3 separate regions of the Mus musculus genome follow, and regions 2 and 3 are each linked to region 1. The links are chromatin contacts, called in public HiChIP or PLAC-seq and promoter capture Hi-C maps. All regions are on one chromosome and are shown on one strand. The core of a region is the stretch at or near the end of the contact, and the rest is flanking DNA. Distances in the headings are between cores, read along the strand shown.

Region 1 (2,627 bases), core at 79-2,578:
TGTGTGCCATCATTCCTGCTAGAGCAGATGTTCATAATCTGAAGTTCCTGGCTGCACTTCAGGGAACGTATAAATAGCCTAGATCATATGAAAAACTGAGTTTTCTCAAGAGTGTATCCAACCTGGTGGGGACCTCAATTCTATCCATCAAAAGTATCAGTGAATCAAAAGAATTTTGAACATCGTCAGTTTAAAGGATGGTAATGAATTAAATGTTGTCCTGGTATCTTATCCTGTCTAAGGATTTCATCCTGATTCTAGGATCTCTCTAAGGTGCATCCAGCAGAGGGAGGCCAGAGATGATGAGAATCCATACGCTGGCATTGAGTCCAACTTCAAGGAACACCCCGACGACGTACGCAGTGAGCGCAATATCTTCCTGGTCACCCTCACGGCCCTGAAAACAAAGGAACAGGTCAGGAGAGCAGACCACGGTACAACAGCCGTGTTCCTGGACTGAGACTAACTAGGGGAAAGTGCTTGAGCAAACAACCTTAGTCACAAAAACACTTTAACATATACTGTTCAAAGTAGGTAAATAGTAGTCATGCTATCTGGTGAGACCCATTAAATTCAAGTTTAAGTATACGTATGTTGTGCATAGTATTCTGTGGCCTGGTGTTTGGCTTGCATTCTAAGCAGTCCACGTAGATGTTTTGGCATTAATCTGAACAAAGCAAAGAAACACTTTGCTGATGGGTGAGACAGAAGGGAGATGAAAGACCTAGGTGGTTGTCGAGGGGTTGGAATGTTGCAGGTCCAGAGCTAGTTCAACCGTCTTTAACCTCCTAAGTTCCTTGTTCCCCTCTGTGACTAACAGACAAAACCTTTGGGAATGTATTAATTTCACAAATCCCTAGTTTCCACTGATAAAAGGCTAAGAGTGTCATCAAATAGCTTCTGAGTCTCATGCTTTGCTGTGACAGCCTACTTAGTGGTAATCAATGTATTTGAAAAGTTCACAGAGTTATGACTTTCTTTGTTCTGGTACTTAAAAAGAAATCTTAACAAAAAAAAAAATTGCAACATGGAATTTGGAGTGACCTAAATCTGTGTTCCTGGACCATGATCTCTCATGCTTGGCTTCAGAATAAATTATCTCCTATTTTCTATCTGAGACCTTGATTTGAACCTCAGGAATAAGACGTGGAAAGAAATTCCTCAGACACTCAACTCTGCCTCCCTTCCATGTATTGTCTAACTCCGAATTCCCAGGTGCTTTCTCTCTCTACTTAGTCCCTTTCCCTTCCTCCTCCCAGTTTAATAACTGCAGAAGCCACACTCAACAAAAGACATATGCAGGCTCTGGTTAAACATTCACGAAGCAGGACAAATGTTCACGGAGAGGACACACGTGACACACACAAGAGAGACCTGTGACTACGGCTGACTCAGAAGGTGTGGCATCCCCAAGGATGATGCATTCCAGAGGAGGGAAGGCAGCAGAGGCTGAGCAGAGAAACTGGGGAAGAAAGCCTCCTTGGGAGTCCCGTACCTCCTGAGCCGTGTCGACATGCTTCTCGTCCCTTCTAAAGCATCCATTTGATTTCTGTTTCTTTACAAGCCAGATTAACGTCTGTTTGGGGACTGTCTCTTCGATGAAAATATATTCCTTCATTTTCTCAACTGTCTTGAAAGAAAGGGCACTGAGCCTGTAATGGGACCAACAAAGCAAATGTTAGAGTGAAGATGTCACCACGCCACAGGTTCACCAGCACTGTTCCCTTTGGTAAAGCATTCATACTTGTCTAATGTTGACACTTAACTAGTCTTGATTGACAGTGGCTCTTTTATTGGGGTCAATAAAATATGGTGAACAGCAAATCTGTAGAAAATAGAGCAGGTGGATTTTGGCCACTCAAAGGTCTGGCAGTATAGTCCATTTGATTACACATGCCCAGAAACAGGACTGGTATGGTCTAGAACTAGGATACTATGGGGCCTTCTAGTTCCCCTTTCCAGTATCTAAATGAGACTGAGAGGTACAGAGTAAGATGTGACACTTGCCATGGAGCTCATACGCTGTGTCATCACAGAAAGCTGTCACTAAGTGATCAGACAGCCAAGCAAGTTTGTGAGACGATGGGGATATTGCTGCATCAGGCTATTGGTAGTGAGTGTTTGCAGTGGGTTTTATTCTCAAAACCCGCTTGGCTGGGAAACCCCTCCCTGAGCCCTGGCTTCTCTCAGCTTCTTGCTAGTCCTGTTTAGAAAATAACTTATATTATTGAAAACAAAGGGCTTTCTCCTCAATTTCTTTCTTTCTTTTTCTTCCTTATTTCTATTTTTAAATTCACGTACATCCCGATCACAGCTCCCCTCGCTCCTCTCCTCCCAGTCTCATCCTTACAAACCCCTCCCCCCATTGCTCTCTCTCCTTCTCCTTGGAGAACCCCCTCCCATTGGGGAAAATAAAGTTTTAATTGCTCACCATGTGCTCCCTTCCTGGTTGCTCTGGCAGAACACATCGTAGGACCCATCATAGTTTTTGAAAGACAAGTGATTTTGGTAACCTAAAACACAACAGAGCAGGAAGCTGTGTCTTAGCCTGGGAGAGAAGGAGAAGCCTGAAACACACTGGGTGAATACAAGACCTGGGCAGGGCTACTGTGACCACTTCAGTGTTG
Region 2 (2,627 bases), core at 93-2,592, 120 kb before region 1:
AGAGAAACCCTGTCTCGAAAAAACCAAAAAAAAAAAAAAAAAAAAAAAGAAAGAAAGAAAGAAAGAAAGAAATCTGAACATACTAGGTACAGTCCCATTTTTTTTTTTTTTTAATATTTCCTATGGTAGGCCTGGCGGCGGGGGTGGGGTGGGGCTGCTAATACTGTTAACACTAACAGTTCCAGAGCCTTAACTGTGTGCCTGTCATCGTTCTACCTGCTTAATGTGCATTTATTTATTTAAATGACGAGAAAAGCATCAACTGCCTAGGAAAGAAAAAAAGTAGGTAGAAATTGCTTTTGTATTTCAACGAAGAGGTAACACTACAAAGTCGCCAGACACCTGAGTCAATTCTGGGTAGGCACAGTAGAAGCCTCGCATGGTCCACACTGATTATGGGGTATCTGCGGTAGGTTGGAGGCAGCAGAGATATCTACCGGTTAATTCCAGTGTAGGAGCAATACAACAGTGTGGCAATAGCAGCCAAGAGTGTGGGCAAGCATGGTAGCATGGGGAATGGGGGGGGGGGGAGGGAAAGCTATAGGTAGAGGGATATTATTAAATGCAATTTACAGGTTAAAAAATGGGCTTTGAAATGTAAAGATGTTTTGCAAGGGAATTGCGGCTACGAAAGGAAATAACGCGGGAAACAGGCTTTTACAACCTCCTATCCTGACAATCACTGAACTGTGCAAGAGAACCAACAACCTGTCTTCTTAAAATTAATGATAAAAAAATAAAATATGGCTGGAGTGATGACTCAGCGATAGGACATTAGCTCTTCCAGAGGAATGGGGTTTAATCCCCAGCAGTGGCAGCTCACAAATGTCTCTAACGCCAGTTCTAGGGGACCCAGCGTTCCTCTTCTGGCTTTTACGGGCACTGCTCACACACGGTACACAGACACACATGCAAGCAAAACACTCTACACATAAATTTTAAAGCTAAAACAAAAAATAACTACTAGAGGCTCTGGCCCAACTAAGCCTCCTGCAGTGACGGTCTCAGAGCGATACTGTCAATCAAAATTTTCTGTTCCGCACGCCATGTTGACTCCAGTGCGCAAGCGCACAACACGCCATCGTGTCGTTCCCACCACCCCCATCTCGCTCCGCCCAAATGCAGTGGTTTGCAGTGCGCATGCACTCACCGCGTCGTTATCCACGTCTCCGAGGCAGATGGCGTGCGGGAAGAGACTCCCGCTGAAATCCAGCGCCACGCGCTGCACATAACTAACCGACCTCATGGCACTCTGGAGGGCTGAGGTGCCGGGCCACTGCACCAAAACGACCCCCGAGCCCTCAGGACAGCCGTGCACGCGTGTCAGGCCACCGAACCGGAAGTCTACGTCACCGCTTAAGCCTTGAGTTCCGGCTTTCTTCCCCTAACCTTAGGGGAGGAGGCGGGCCTTCCGTGCCAGGAGCTGACTTGATACCTGGGGCTTGACCTTTTTCTCTGAGGGGGATTCAGACCATCCCTCGGGTCATAGTAATAGCCGTCATAATTAACAGCTTTGTTTTCCAACAATTTTTATGAAATTCCCTAATGGAGTTGTCAACGCAATGTAGTGGATTACAACCCACGTTAAAAAAAAAACAAAAACAAAACTTAAGGGGCCAAAAATAGAGCTCAGCAATTAAGAGCACTGGCTGCTTGCTCTTGTAGAGGACCCTGGGAAGATTCCTAGCCCCGACATGGTGCTCGCACCCATCCATCTGTAATTCCAGTTCTAAGAAGTCCGACGCCAGACAACCTCTTCTGGCTTCCCAGGCACCTAGGTGATGCACACATACACATGTAGCAGGAGAGCCACCACAAAGATTTTAAAAATATGAAAACAGACAAAGAGAAAAAGATCTAAGTAGTAAATCGTGTTATTTTGTTAAAGCCTTGTTTTGGGGATATATATATATATATATATATACCCTGGATTATAATGAAAAAATTATGCTGTGTACTTTATGGGCAGCAGTTTGAAAAATACCTATTGCAAAGCACACCTTACATGTATTATTTAATCAGCAAAATTATGTAAGCTTTATTGTTTCTTCAGGTGAGGAAACCATGTTCATCAAGATTGAGTAACTTTGCAGAAAGTGGTAGACGTGAGATTCAAACCAAGATGTCTGATGTAAAATGTTAGAGCTCTTTTGTCACTATTGCAGTTCCCATGGAAGTGAAGGCTGCTGGGATTCTGGACCCGAGGCATGATGTAGCCCCACCCCAGCACAAAGAGACCTGTTTCTAGTGGCCTTACTCTAGTTTAGGTGGGGCCATTATTCTCATGACTGGGGCTGCTTGGGATACTTTCCCTGATAAACCAGGTTCTGCCTTTCTTCTGAGATGTGATCAAGGCAACAGGAGTGTTAGTTAAACTACATGTGGTAGTGCTCGCCTGTAATTCTAGCACCTGGGAGGCAGAGGCAGGAGGATCAAGAGATCAGTATCAGCCTTGGCTGTGTAATTCTATGTCAGCTTTGGTTACATGAGACCCCATCTCCAACAAAAAGTCAATAAAAACAAAAGACACTCGATAGAAATTCCTGTAGTCCTGGCGCTAGGGACGCAGAGGCAGCAGTTCAGGATTATTGTCAATCACATGCAGTCTGAGGCCAGCCTGAAACACA
Region 3 (2,627 bases), core at 52-2,551, 80 kb before region 1:
AGAGACCTCATCTCAAAAAATAAGGTGGCGAGCAATAGAGAAATACGTTTGACATAACCTACGGCCTTTACATACATATATACATATATGAATATGCATGCTCACATACATAAGAACACACATACACTACACACACAGGTGACATCACATTGTTAACTGTCTGATCTGACAGAATCCCTGTCCTCTGGCTATGCCTGTGAGGAGCTATCTTAATTGGGTTAATTGAGATGGAAAGACCCATTCTAAAACTAGATGGTACTATTTCTTGGTTTGGGGTTCCCAAACGGAAGCCAGTGTTTACTAATTATGAGTGCTTCCTTAAATGTCAAGCAGAATGGTCATTCCAGAAGGTTCTGGAAGCATCAGTCACAAGGAGACTATTTAGTTCCTCAAGAGCTTTCTGGAGTCCGTGAAGGCTCATGGTTCTGCACTTCAGGACATCAGCTGTTAAAGGCTAGGCTCAAAAGAGGCAGGTGTGCCACCCCTCCTTCCCCCAATCAGAAGGTCTCAAAGATAGGTTTCAGTTTCTGAGATAGCTGGACATAGGAAAAAAAATTAGTAACTTTTTGTTTGTTTGCTTGTTTGTTTTTTGTTTTTGTTTTTGTTTTTTTCGAGACAGGGTTTCTCTGGCTGACCTGGAACTCACTCTGTAGATCAGGCTAGCCTCGAACTCAGAAATTCACCTACCTCTGCCTTCCAAGTGCTGGGATTAAAGGCGTGCACCACTGTTTTTTTGAAACAGGGTTTGTCTGTGTAAAATAGCCTTGGCTGTCCCAGACTCGCTTTGTAGACCAGAATGGCCTTGAATTCACAGAGGTCTGCCTGTCTCTGCATCCTGAGTGCTGAGATTAAAGGGGTGCACCACGATGCCCAGTGAATTAGTGACATTTCAGAACCCCTGTTCCCCCTCCCTTGTCCCCTTCTCTGCCTTCCCTCCTCGTTTCTGCCTTCTCTCTTCCATTTTTGCTTTCTCTTTCAGCCTCTCCTTTTTCTCTTGGCCATCCAGCTTTCCAGGACTTCTGCTTCTCAATCTTTTCCTGATCGTCGTTTCCCTTTGTCTCATGTGGTCATATAAAGTACGTGGGTGGGTAGCAGAGGCTTCGTGGAAACCTAGTGGAGTAAGATGGCTACCCGCGGGGGGGGGGGGGGGGAGGGGGGGGTTGAGCCGCAAGCCGCAGGGGCCGGTCCAAGAGCTGTCCGTGGTGCTGAATAGCGACTCTGGCTCAGGTGCTGAGGTCAGGAGCTGTCTATGTGAGGCTGGGGTGGCTTGGACTGCCAACTGAGCTCCATTCCTCTCACCAGCACCAGGTGGCACCTGAGGGCCATTGCCAAAGGGAAGAAGCATTCCTCGAGGGTTGCTCTGTTGCTGGTGCCCTCCTTCAGTACATATTCCCTCCTCCCTCTGCTAGGGTGTCCTAAGCAGGAGACACAATTGAATTGGGGGAAGAGGAAATGGGGAAGTAAAGGGGTGTAAGGATGTGCTGACTTGAGCAAGAATGGCCTCCATAGGCTCATAAATTTGTACGCTTGGTCTCCAGTTGGTGGAGCCGTTTTGGAAGGATTAGGAGGTAAGTCACTGATTGGGGGTGGGCTTTGAAGTTTCAAAAGCCCATGCTATTTCCAGAGAGCTCTCTTTCTCCTTCTCTCTGCCTCTCTGTCTGTGTCTGTCTCTATGTCGTTCTGTCTCTCTGTGTCTGTCTGTCTGTTTCTGCCTCATAGTTGCTGTCTCAACATGTAAGCCCTCAGCTACTGCTTAAGTGCCAAAGCAGCCTGCATGCTGTCATGCTCTCCACCATGATGGTGATGGAATCCCCTACGAAACTCTAAGCAGGCCCACAATTACATTTTTTGAAAAGTTAATTTCCTTGGTCATGGCGTCTCTTTGCAACAATACAAAGATAGCTAAGACAGAGGAGGTAAGGAGAAATCACAGAGGATGGAAGTGAAGAGAATTAGAGCTGGGAGAGGATGTCTGTATCGAGGAGACTCTGACAATGAAGAAGGCTCTGTGGATGTTGGAGCAGAAAGGATGAACCCAAGATTGTCTTAGTAGAGAAGAAATAGACTTTGTGTGATTAGGGATGTTAGGAACTGGTACGGTTTAAAGGAGACAACACTGGCAGGAAGTTGGGGGCGAAGATTAAACTGAAGAAGAGAGCACTGTTGAAGGATTTACATTTGGGAAACTGCATAGTAAACTGGTTTAAATGGATAGTGAGATATGAGAAAGCCAGGCTTGGTCAAGAGGCTTCAAAAGGCTGGGTCCAGCAGCAGGACCAGGTAGAGGGTCCGAGAGTCTAAAGCTGAGGGGCAGGAGAGTTGTGAACAGACCCTGGAGCTGGAGACAGGAAGGCAAATGGTGGGAGATAGCACTACCCAGGCAGAGAACCTCCCTCTTCTGGTGCAGTGGGAGCCAAAGCAAGAGTGGCTCACCCGAGGAAACTCTGTTCTGATTTGAAAGGGCACCTTTCTTCCGAATCCCTTAGTACACATGCCAGTAACCCACCAGATCCACAGAGGACTCTGTCCTGGCTTGAGGACTGGGTCTGGCTAGAATTCTTTTCTCCAACTTAACAGCATATCTGTGTACAGGGTGGTTGGTGATCATGAGTGGTTGGTGACCAATG

The links. HiChIP or PLAC-seq counts read pairs in DNA pulled down with a chosen protein or histone mark. Capture Hi-C pulls out chosen DNA fragments and counts their contacts.
Region 2: a contact with region 1 is called in an HNF4G HiChIP or PLAC-seq map of pancreatic cancer cells. The contact joins the promoter of Itfg2 here to the enhancer-like site in region 1. A contact is called at or near these places in 2 of 115 datasets of contacts at active chromatin or transcription factors (embryonic stem cells and pancreatic cancer cells) and 1 of 9 other capture datasets (adipose tissue).
Region 3: a promoter capture Hi-C map of pancreatic islet shows a contact between it and region 1. The contact joins two enhancer-like sites. A contact is called at or near these places in 2 of 9 other capture datasets (liver and pancreatic islet).

The regions. Positions count from the first base shown.
Region 1 is chr6:128,548,288-128,550,914 of GRCm38.p6, forward strand. It overlaps A2ml1 (alpha-2-macroglobulin like 1), which reads right to left. Exons shown (of 36, transcript NM_001001179.3): 25 at 2,432-2,513; 26 at 1,496-1,652; 27 at 317-397. Among named protein-coding and RNA genes, the nearest start is that of Pzp, 23 kb to the left of the region's middle. Within about 2 kb of position 1,329, at least 30 of the 459 cell types and tissues checked have an H3K27ac peak or open chromatin away from gene starts, as enhancers often do. A contact at or near this core is called in pancreatic cancer cells and pancreatic islet, where this site is marked.
Region 2 is chr6:128,423,568-128,426,194 of GRCm38.p6, forward strand. Itfg2 (integrin alpha FG-GAP repeat containing 2) reads right to left here and starts at 1,343. Exons shown (of 12, transcript NM_133927.1): 1 at 1,151-1,343. The coding sequence starts at 1,246.
Region 3 is chr6:128,468,415-128,471,041 of GRCm38.p6, forward strand. The region is part of intron 2 of Gm10069 (predicted gene 10069); the gene reads left to right. Among named protein-coding and RNA genes, the nearest start is that of Gm10069, 31 kb to the left of the region's middle. Within about 2 kb of position 1,302, at least 12 of the 459 cell types and tissues checked have an H3K27ac peak or open chromatin away from gene starts, as enhancers often do. A contact at or near this core is called in pancreatic islet, where this site is marked.